Regions from separate parts of the Zea mays genome. Here region 2 is linked to region 1. A link is a contact called in public Hi-C data. All regions are on one chromosome and are shown on one strand. The core of a region is the stretch at or near the end of the contact, and the rest is flanking DNA. Distances in the headings are between cores, read along the strand shown. Region 1 holds the start of LOC100383606. Region 2 holds the start of LOC100279982 (Spermidine hydroxycinnamoyl transferase).

Region 1 (3,908 bases), core at 633-3,132:
ACGCGGCTGCATGTTCTTTACGTACTATTCACCGAGCAGGACGACGACCCGACACTTGTCAGGCTCAGTTAAGGGCGGCGAACTACTGCCACTGCTCCAGTACCATGCTGCCACTTGCCAGGCACAGCGGCGGCAGGGGGAGATTTGCGTCTGTCAGACGCGTCGAGAATATTGGGAATGTTTGGGGACAGCAGCCGAAGGGAAGCCACGGACGACAGAGAGACAGACAGGTGACAGACCGCACCGTCGCAGTCGACGGAGCGGAGCTGACAGCAGAAGCAGATAGCAGGAACACGTCTGTCCCGTTTTTTTATTTATTTATTTACTGCCCGGGGAGCCCCGCACGCTACAGCTTGCAGCGGCAGAGGCAGAGCCGTGTGATGCCGTGCGCCAGGAACGGAACGGAACGGAACGGGAACGGGAATCCTACCTTGGTTGCATGAGACGTCCAACGTCCGGGCTTCGCTAATGGCTTACTAGTCGTACACTACTATGCACACCCGTTTTGACTTTGGAGCCCTGCCACTGATCGCCTCCTAATTTTACGGCGACACCAGACGAACAATGCAAGTAATAAATAATGCCCCCACCGGAATGCGGACATACTCCGCCGTTACTCCTAGGGGTGACCAGGAGTCCAGGACACACACATACTCCTCGGATGCGCTCGTAGTACTGCTCACATATATATATTTTTAGTCCCTTCGCAACCTCCTGTTCACCTGCTCCTAGTGGTGAATGGATCTTTGGTGTGGACCCGGCAGATCGCCATGTGAAGGAAGAAAGGAAGGAAGGAAGCAGTCCTCGACGCTTCGTCCCCTGCCTTGTTTTCCTCCTCTCCACTTGACCAGGGGAGAAGCCAACGAACCGTTCAGTCAGTAGCCTGGGGTTAAATCCATCCGCCCAACCCCACCGATGTCAAACAACTACTGACTGAATGGCAGATTCTCACGCTTGCCTCTGCAGACACTCCTTGCGCCGTTGTGCTGCCGACCAACTTTTTCGCTGCACTCGACACACGAACCAAGGTCATGATAGAAGCAACACAAAACTACACCCGTATAGAGCAAAAGCTCATCGTTTTTCTTCAACTGTCAGCAAGTATAGTTTAACAAATACAACGAACAAATCTGTAGGAATTCTCTTTACAAGCTTTCAATTCCCCCATTCATCCTCCCCCATGCATAAACAACAGCCTCTTTCCCAATTCTACACTCCCCCCCTCCAAAAAAAAAACAGAACTTATTTGTACGAGAGCCCTGTACCATGCCATGACCGCGCGGCGCACCTACTGACTGACTGACGGCGTCGCGACGGCCGACGGCGGACCGGGCACCAGATCCACGCCACGCCGGTCCCGTCCCGTGCTGCGCGCCAGGGAGAACGCCACCGCCCCCGTCGTCAGCCCGCGCGGATCCGCTTCTTGGGCGGCGCCAGGGCGCGGAACACGGTGGTGAGGTCGCGCGCGACGGGGAAGAAGGCCCGGCGCGCCGGCGCCGGCGCCGGCGCCGCGGAGGAGGGCGGGGACGGCCTGCTGCGCTTGCTGGCGGGCGTCGGCGGCGGCGGAGGCGCCCACGCCGGCTTCCGCGGCGCCGGCGGGCACTCGGCCGGCCGCCGCAGCAGGCTCCCCTCGGACGTCGGCGTCGCGGGCTCCGCCTCCTGCGGGGCCTCCGGCCCGCGGGTCTCCCCCTGCTTCTGCTCCTCCGCCGGCGGCGGGGCCGCCACCGACTCCGCGTCCGGCGCCGGCACCGGCGACGGCGACGACGAGGCCGCCGACGAGCAGGCCGGCTCCGGCGCCCGTGGCTTATTCGTCCTGATCGGCGGCAGCGCCCGGAGCACGTCGGCCGCCGTGGAGCTCATCCTGCCGGTGCGAGCGACGGAGGGAGGGAGGGAGGGAGGGAGAGGGAGTGAAAGTGCAAGGCGGTAGCGCCAAGCCGTGGAGGTTGTTAAATAGTCGTCGACTAGAGCGACGAAGATTAACCGCTTTGAGCAACTTTTCTGTGGGCCCGCCTTTATTACTACTGTACCAAGTAGTACCATCCATCGACTTCGGCTACTAGTTTGGCATGGCGCATGCCAAACATGGATTTCCAACCACAAAAAACTACGTACAAGTAAAAAAAAAGAGCTCTTTCCCCATGCTGTTGATTCTCATGTAGGTTCGACTGCTGGATCAGAACCCATTGAGGCACATGCGGCAAAACTGACCACCGACCGGGTTCATGCTTGATGATGATGGATCCTTTGCTGATATTGTGGGGTTCCTTATAAAAGAATGAAAAAACTTCTGCACTTGTTGCCACTTTGACAAATCTAGCAGGACCGCTGAAATTTTACGACGGCCGTTCTCTATTTTCTGCGCGGAATTCAAAAGAAAGGAATACTCTGCCTATATATAAGCACAGAAAGTTCCCGTTGCAATTCCGACCGTCGGTATCCTAACAGCCACTAGTCTTTTGTTCACTAAACGAAAGTGGATTTCCAAATATTTCAATGAAGGTACAGTTAGATTTCCAAATATTTAAACGAAAGTTGTTCCAGCTTTCGAATGAGATGATGTCGCTGAATGAAGTTGGTGCTGTTGAAAGAATAGACAGTTCAGCCTATCAAGATGACCTTTTTGAAAATTCCCATCCTAATGCCACTGTTGGTCTTGAATTCCCGTTCTATCTCTTTTGTGGTTATTTTTTTAATTGAAAACAAAGATATGTATCGTTAAAGATAATTGAAGATGTATACAAACTCTAAGGAGAAATATATACAATCTTAGAGATATAGAAGGATTTTATCTAGTCAATTTGGCTTGCACTCCGAGACACTTCTACATCTCTACTCCTTTAAAGCACCAATTTCATGCATTCTACGTCACGTGCAAAGCACGTAGATCTGTTCTTCTCTTCCACTTCTCACCTACTAATTGGCTGCCACAGATAGGCTGTTACACTATAGTGGGTTGAGAAACCACTAAAACATAACATGATAGGAAGTCACTCCATCTCGCTAGATGAAGGATGATAAACGACTGAGCGGACTATAAAAAAATAGGTTGGACACTTCTTCAACTCGTACCATTCTCGGCCTTTTGGCTACAATAAGTTGTTATTTTTGTTCTTATTAGTTTATTATATGATATATGAATCATATGTTTACTTTAATATTAAATTTATTTTTATCGTTATTAAATATAATTATGTGTCGCGAGCATTATATACTAGTATGTAGCTATAAGTGTCTCCTAGCTGCCAATGCAAATAATAGCGTATGAATAGGGTTTTCTATCCATACCTAAATACTTTTCATATGATATCAAGAGCCATAGATAAGTGTCGTAATTCTAACTTCCGTTTTCGCTGCCCTAATAAGTAGATAAATCCCTAAATTCTCCGCAAACATCTGTCGGCTAGAAAGCCTCTCTAAATGAGATATAGATTAGATCCCCCATATATCTTCCCCATTTGTACCTAGAGATATCCTCCATGGGCAACAAATAATGTATCAATAGGATTTTCTCCGGTCCTGGCATTTTCTACAATATTTTTCCTCATTCTCCTATAACTAATAAGAAATTAACCTTAATTAAGTTGTCACTATTCTTTGCTATAGGTTGCTGATGTTAATTTGGACAAAGCAAATAATTTAATATCATAAATATTAGTACACTTATACATATTAAATATATTTATTATAAAACTATACTTTATAATTAATCTAATGATACTTACTATTATAAATATGAGTATCCTTTATATATTTAGTTACATTTAAGATTGTTTGGCCTCTTAAGGATATATAAAAACACATATGTAGCAGCCTATTAAATATAAATAAAACTATGTCCGGTCTAAGACGCGCACATATATTACGATTTAAAGTTTTAATTTTTTTATCAATAATTGAGCTAATGATTT
Region 2 (3,901 bases), core at 145-2,644, 300 kb before region 1:
GCTGTTAGGGTTCGCCGAGCAGATCGTAAGCGGGGAGGGTGGCACGCGGGTAGGGCAGGCGGGGGCATGGTGATGCCGGTGTGGACGCCCACAATGCAACCCAGAGGCACTCACCCGCAGCGGCCATAGGGAGCTCGGAGAGGGGTGGCGTTGGCGTCCTTAGATTCGTCGTCGTCGACCTTGTGAGCGGGTGAGGCGGGAGGAGGGATTGGGCGAGATGGGTGCGGGGCATCCTTGGAAGGGTGAGGATCGCAGGGTTGGGGTGGGTCCCTGGAATGGCGCCTTCCATCGACGGAGCGGGCGCTGACGCGATGATGGCGGGGGCGGCGATGGAGGGTCCCTGGAATGGCGCGACGGAGAGCGAGGCGGGGCGAGATTTTTGGGGGCGGGGGCACGGTACCAGTGTGGACGTCCTCACTGGACCCTTATAGAGTAGTAGAGATACTAACGGGTCACACTCACGTGGGTCTCTTCTAACTTGGTACATGCCACCCAAATAGATATGGATGTTATTTAAGATCCGTTTGTCAGGAATCTGGCCTGTCCAAAAGCAGCACTGACTTTTCTTAAAAAGCAGCTTTTTTGTTAGAGCTAAAACCATTTAGTAAATCGTTTAGCGGTTTATTCTAAAGCCAGAGCCATTTCCATTTATTAAAGTTCCAGAATCAGAGCGGAAGTCAGTGAAACTACTATTTATAGTTTCTTCACCGTAGTACAAAAATGAATCTGGCTTTTAGGTTTTTTCGCATGAAGGCGTTTTGAAAAAGAGTGTTTGGTAAGACTCTGGCTTTTTTCTAGAGAAAAACTAGAGCCAAAACCGTGCCAAACAGGCTATTAAATATGGGAATAGGTTGACCCGGTTCTAAGGCCGTAAGGCCAATTTTAGAGGTCATAAGTCGATCTATTTTACTAAAAACATGTTTTGGTATAACTTTTCTGAGTATCGATTCTCTAAAAATCTAGCTGCCCTGAGAAGTTGTTGCATATGGAATCTGATGGGGTGAGAAGCTAAGAATCTGGCAATCCTGATTAGTTTTTTAGATTGTGTACAAACTACAAAATGACATCTATGAACCTGAAGCTGGTAACACATCATTTATGAGCTAAAAGTGACAAGGCGTGAATAATTAATTGTATTTTTTTGCATACATAGCCATTTTTTATTATAAAATGTCATTGGAAACAGCAATAGATATTTTTACACAAAAATTTGTAGTCAAGAATATATATTACCTAATAAAACGTTCTCTGTTTCTATCCAAAATAACAAATGGCCTTCACGAGTGCGACAAGCGACATGCCATCAAAGGCTCAAAGCTGCAGCGATGGAGTCCCTCATAAATCCCCAACCCCTAGCTTTCCGTTCTTTCCTCCTCCACGCGAATCCGCATCTCCACACTCCAATCAGCGCTCCTCCGTCCCCGTTCTTTCCTCCTCCCTTCAGCCATCGCAGTCGCAGCGCAGGTTCTTGGCTGGTTGCTGGTGTCGACAGCGAAGTCCGCAACTCCAATCCTGCCTGCGCTCCTCCCTTCCTCCGTCCTCACTAAGCACCCGCGCACGCCGCCTGCCTGTCGATTGAGATCTCTTTCACGCCCCTTTCTGCCATCGCACAACTGAGGTACGGTTCTTTGCTTATTGCAGAGTATAGTATGGATGCCCGCAGTGAGTCGTCGTGTCGTGCCTTCAGTAGGAGGTACGGTACTTGTGCTGTAGGAGCAGTTCATAAGTCGCCACACTGTTTTCAGGAAATGACAGTCTTTGTGTGTGTATTTCATAGATCTAGAGCATTCACTGTCTTGTCCCTTTGCAGCCGCAGCTACGATACTATTAACATCAATTTGTCTGGTCAATAAATCACTCGGAGCAATCGTGCGAGTCTTTGTGTGTGTATTTCATTGATCTCGAGCACTCACTGTTTTGTGCCTTTGCAGCCGCAGCTAGTAACATCCATTTTGCTGGTCAATAAGTCGTGGGAGGAAGAAGATGGATTATTTGAAGGTGCAGGTGGTAGAGTCATCATTTGTAGTGCCGAGCGAGCCGACGCCAACGAAGGCGCTCTGGCTCTCTTGCTTGGACATGGTTCAGTCCAACAAAGCCCACACCCCAACGATCCACTTGTACAGCTCCAACGATGCTGCGGCGGCTGATTTTTTCGACCTGGGCAGACTCAAGAAGGCTACGGCCAAAGCCTTGGTGGCCTTCTACCCCCTCGCCGGCCGCCTCGTCGACAGCGACGATGGTAGGAAGGAGATCAGCTGCAACGGCGAAGGTGCACTCTTTGTTGTCGCTCGCGCGGATGGTGATCTCACTATCGATGAAGTCAAGAAATTCAAGCCATCGCCAGAGTTGAGGAGGCTGTTTATTCCACTCATCGAGCCATCGTCCATCATAATGGCCATACAGGTCGTCCGCTACTTTCTCTGCCTCCATGCCTTTTAAAATTTTCAACTTTCGATTCTCACGGTGTAGTCTGTCTGTTAAGAGTAGATAAACTGGGTCCTCCTGTTGGTTTCCAGGAGGATTTTTTCCCTTCTATTTTATAAATTATATAGCAATTGGCGTGCTTATGATGGCAGGTGACTTTCTTGAAGTGTGGAGGTGTGGTGTTAGGAACAGCTATCCACCACGCCGCCACAGACGTTTCAAGCGCGTTCCACTTTTTTCAGACATGGTCGGCGTTCTGCAAGCATGGTGACAGTGCTGCCGTGGAGCTCCCGTGCCACGACCGCACCCTACTCCGCGCACGGTCCCCGCCCACAGTCCACCCCGACGCGCTCTCGACATTGCAGCCTCGGCTCGTCCTCACTGAACCCGAGGGGCCTCTTGCCATCGAAATCTTCACCATTTCCAGGGACCATGTCGCCTCCCTGAAGCAGCTCTGCGGTGGCACGAGCACCTTTTGCGCCGTCAGCGCTCTCATCTGGCAGTGCGCGTGCGTTGCACGACGGATCCCACCGGACTCTCAGGTGCGCGTGATGTTCCCGGCCGACGTCCGCCGCCGGATGAGGCCGCCCCTCCCGACCCACTACTTCGGCAACGCAGTGATCAGGCTATACGCCGCTGGCCCGGCAGGGGACATTGGCACGGCGGCGTTGGCATCCGTCGCTGCCCGCATCAAGGGCGCCGTCGAGCGGATGGATGACGAGCTGGTGCGGTCCGCGATTGACTACTACGAGATGGCCGAGACGAACAAGAGACGGACTGGGACAGGCATCTTACCACGGACGGACCTGAATATTACCAGCTGGTTGGGTAGGCCACAGCACGACGCAGATTTTGGCTGGGGAAAGCCGCAATCCATGTCGCGGGCGGAGTCTGTCCGCGGCGGCTCTATGCACTTGATGAACGACGACGGTGGTACCGGCGACGTCCGCGTGCTCGTGTGCTTGGAGGCTGAAAATATAAAGGAGCTAGGACGGCTGCTTTATGCAAAGCTCTAGCAAGCTGCTAGTGCTATGCTCTAAAAATAATAATATTAATAATAAGGTTTGTTACTATGCTTAAGGGGAACCATACTTTTTCCCTCGCGATTTATTATTATTATGGCAGTTTCAATAATGAAAACCATTTGTAATTCCTGTGACAATTAATTTATGCGTCCACGCTAGAAATAAAAACTTGTTTGTAATACTACAGTTTTTTTTTGTTATGGCAGTTTCAATAATGAAATCCGTATGTAATTCCTGTGACTATTACTTTATGTCTCCGCACTACAAATAAAAACTTGTTTGTGATAAACAACAAAATATTTTTTTATCTAATTATATGTTTTCTCCTCTTTTTTTATTGTAGTGTCATATTTTTTTCTTAGTTCACATCCTAGTTAATGAATTAAAACAATATAATTTCATGGTTATGAGTGCCCTTATGGACCGTAGATCCTCATACTAGATCTAGGTGT

What was found. Hi-C and Micro-C count contacts between places; a contact is called where the count stands out from the background.
Region 2: a Hi-C map of leaf shows a contact between it and region 1, with 3 times the contacts expected there. The contact joins the promoter of LOC100279982 here to the promoter of LOC100383606 in region 1. A contact is called at or near these places in 4 of 25 Hi-C or Micro-C datasets (ear, endosperm, leaf and 1 more).

Annotation. Positions count from the first base shown.
Region 1 is chr3:16,663,095-16,667,002 of Zm-B73-REFERENCE-NAM-5.0, reverse strand. It overlaps LOC100383606, which reads right to left and starts at 1,882. Exons shown (of 1, transcript NM_001176254.1): 1 at 1,094-1,882. The coding sequence starts at 1,860. The coding sequence ends at 1,402.
Region 2 is chr3:16,960,526-16,964,426 of Zm-B73-REFERENCE-NAM-5.0, reverse strand. It overlaps LOC100279982 (Spermidine hydroxycinnamoyl transferase), which reads left to right and starts at 1,394. Exons shown (of 3, transcript NM_001152930.1): 1 at 1,394-1,693; 2 at 1,932-2,403; 3 at 2,577-3,629. The coding sequence starts at 1,984. The coding sequence ends at 3,440.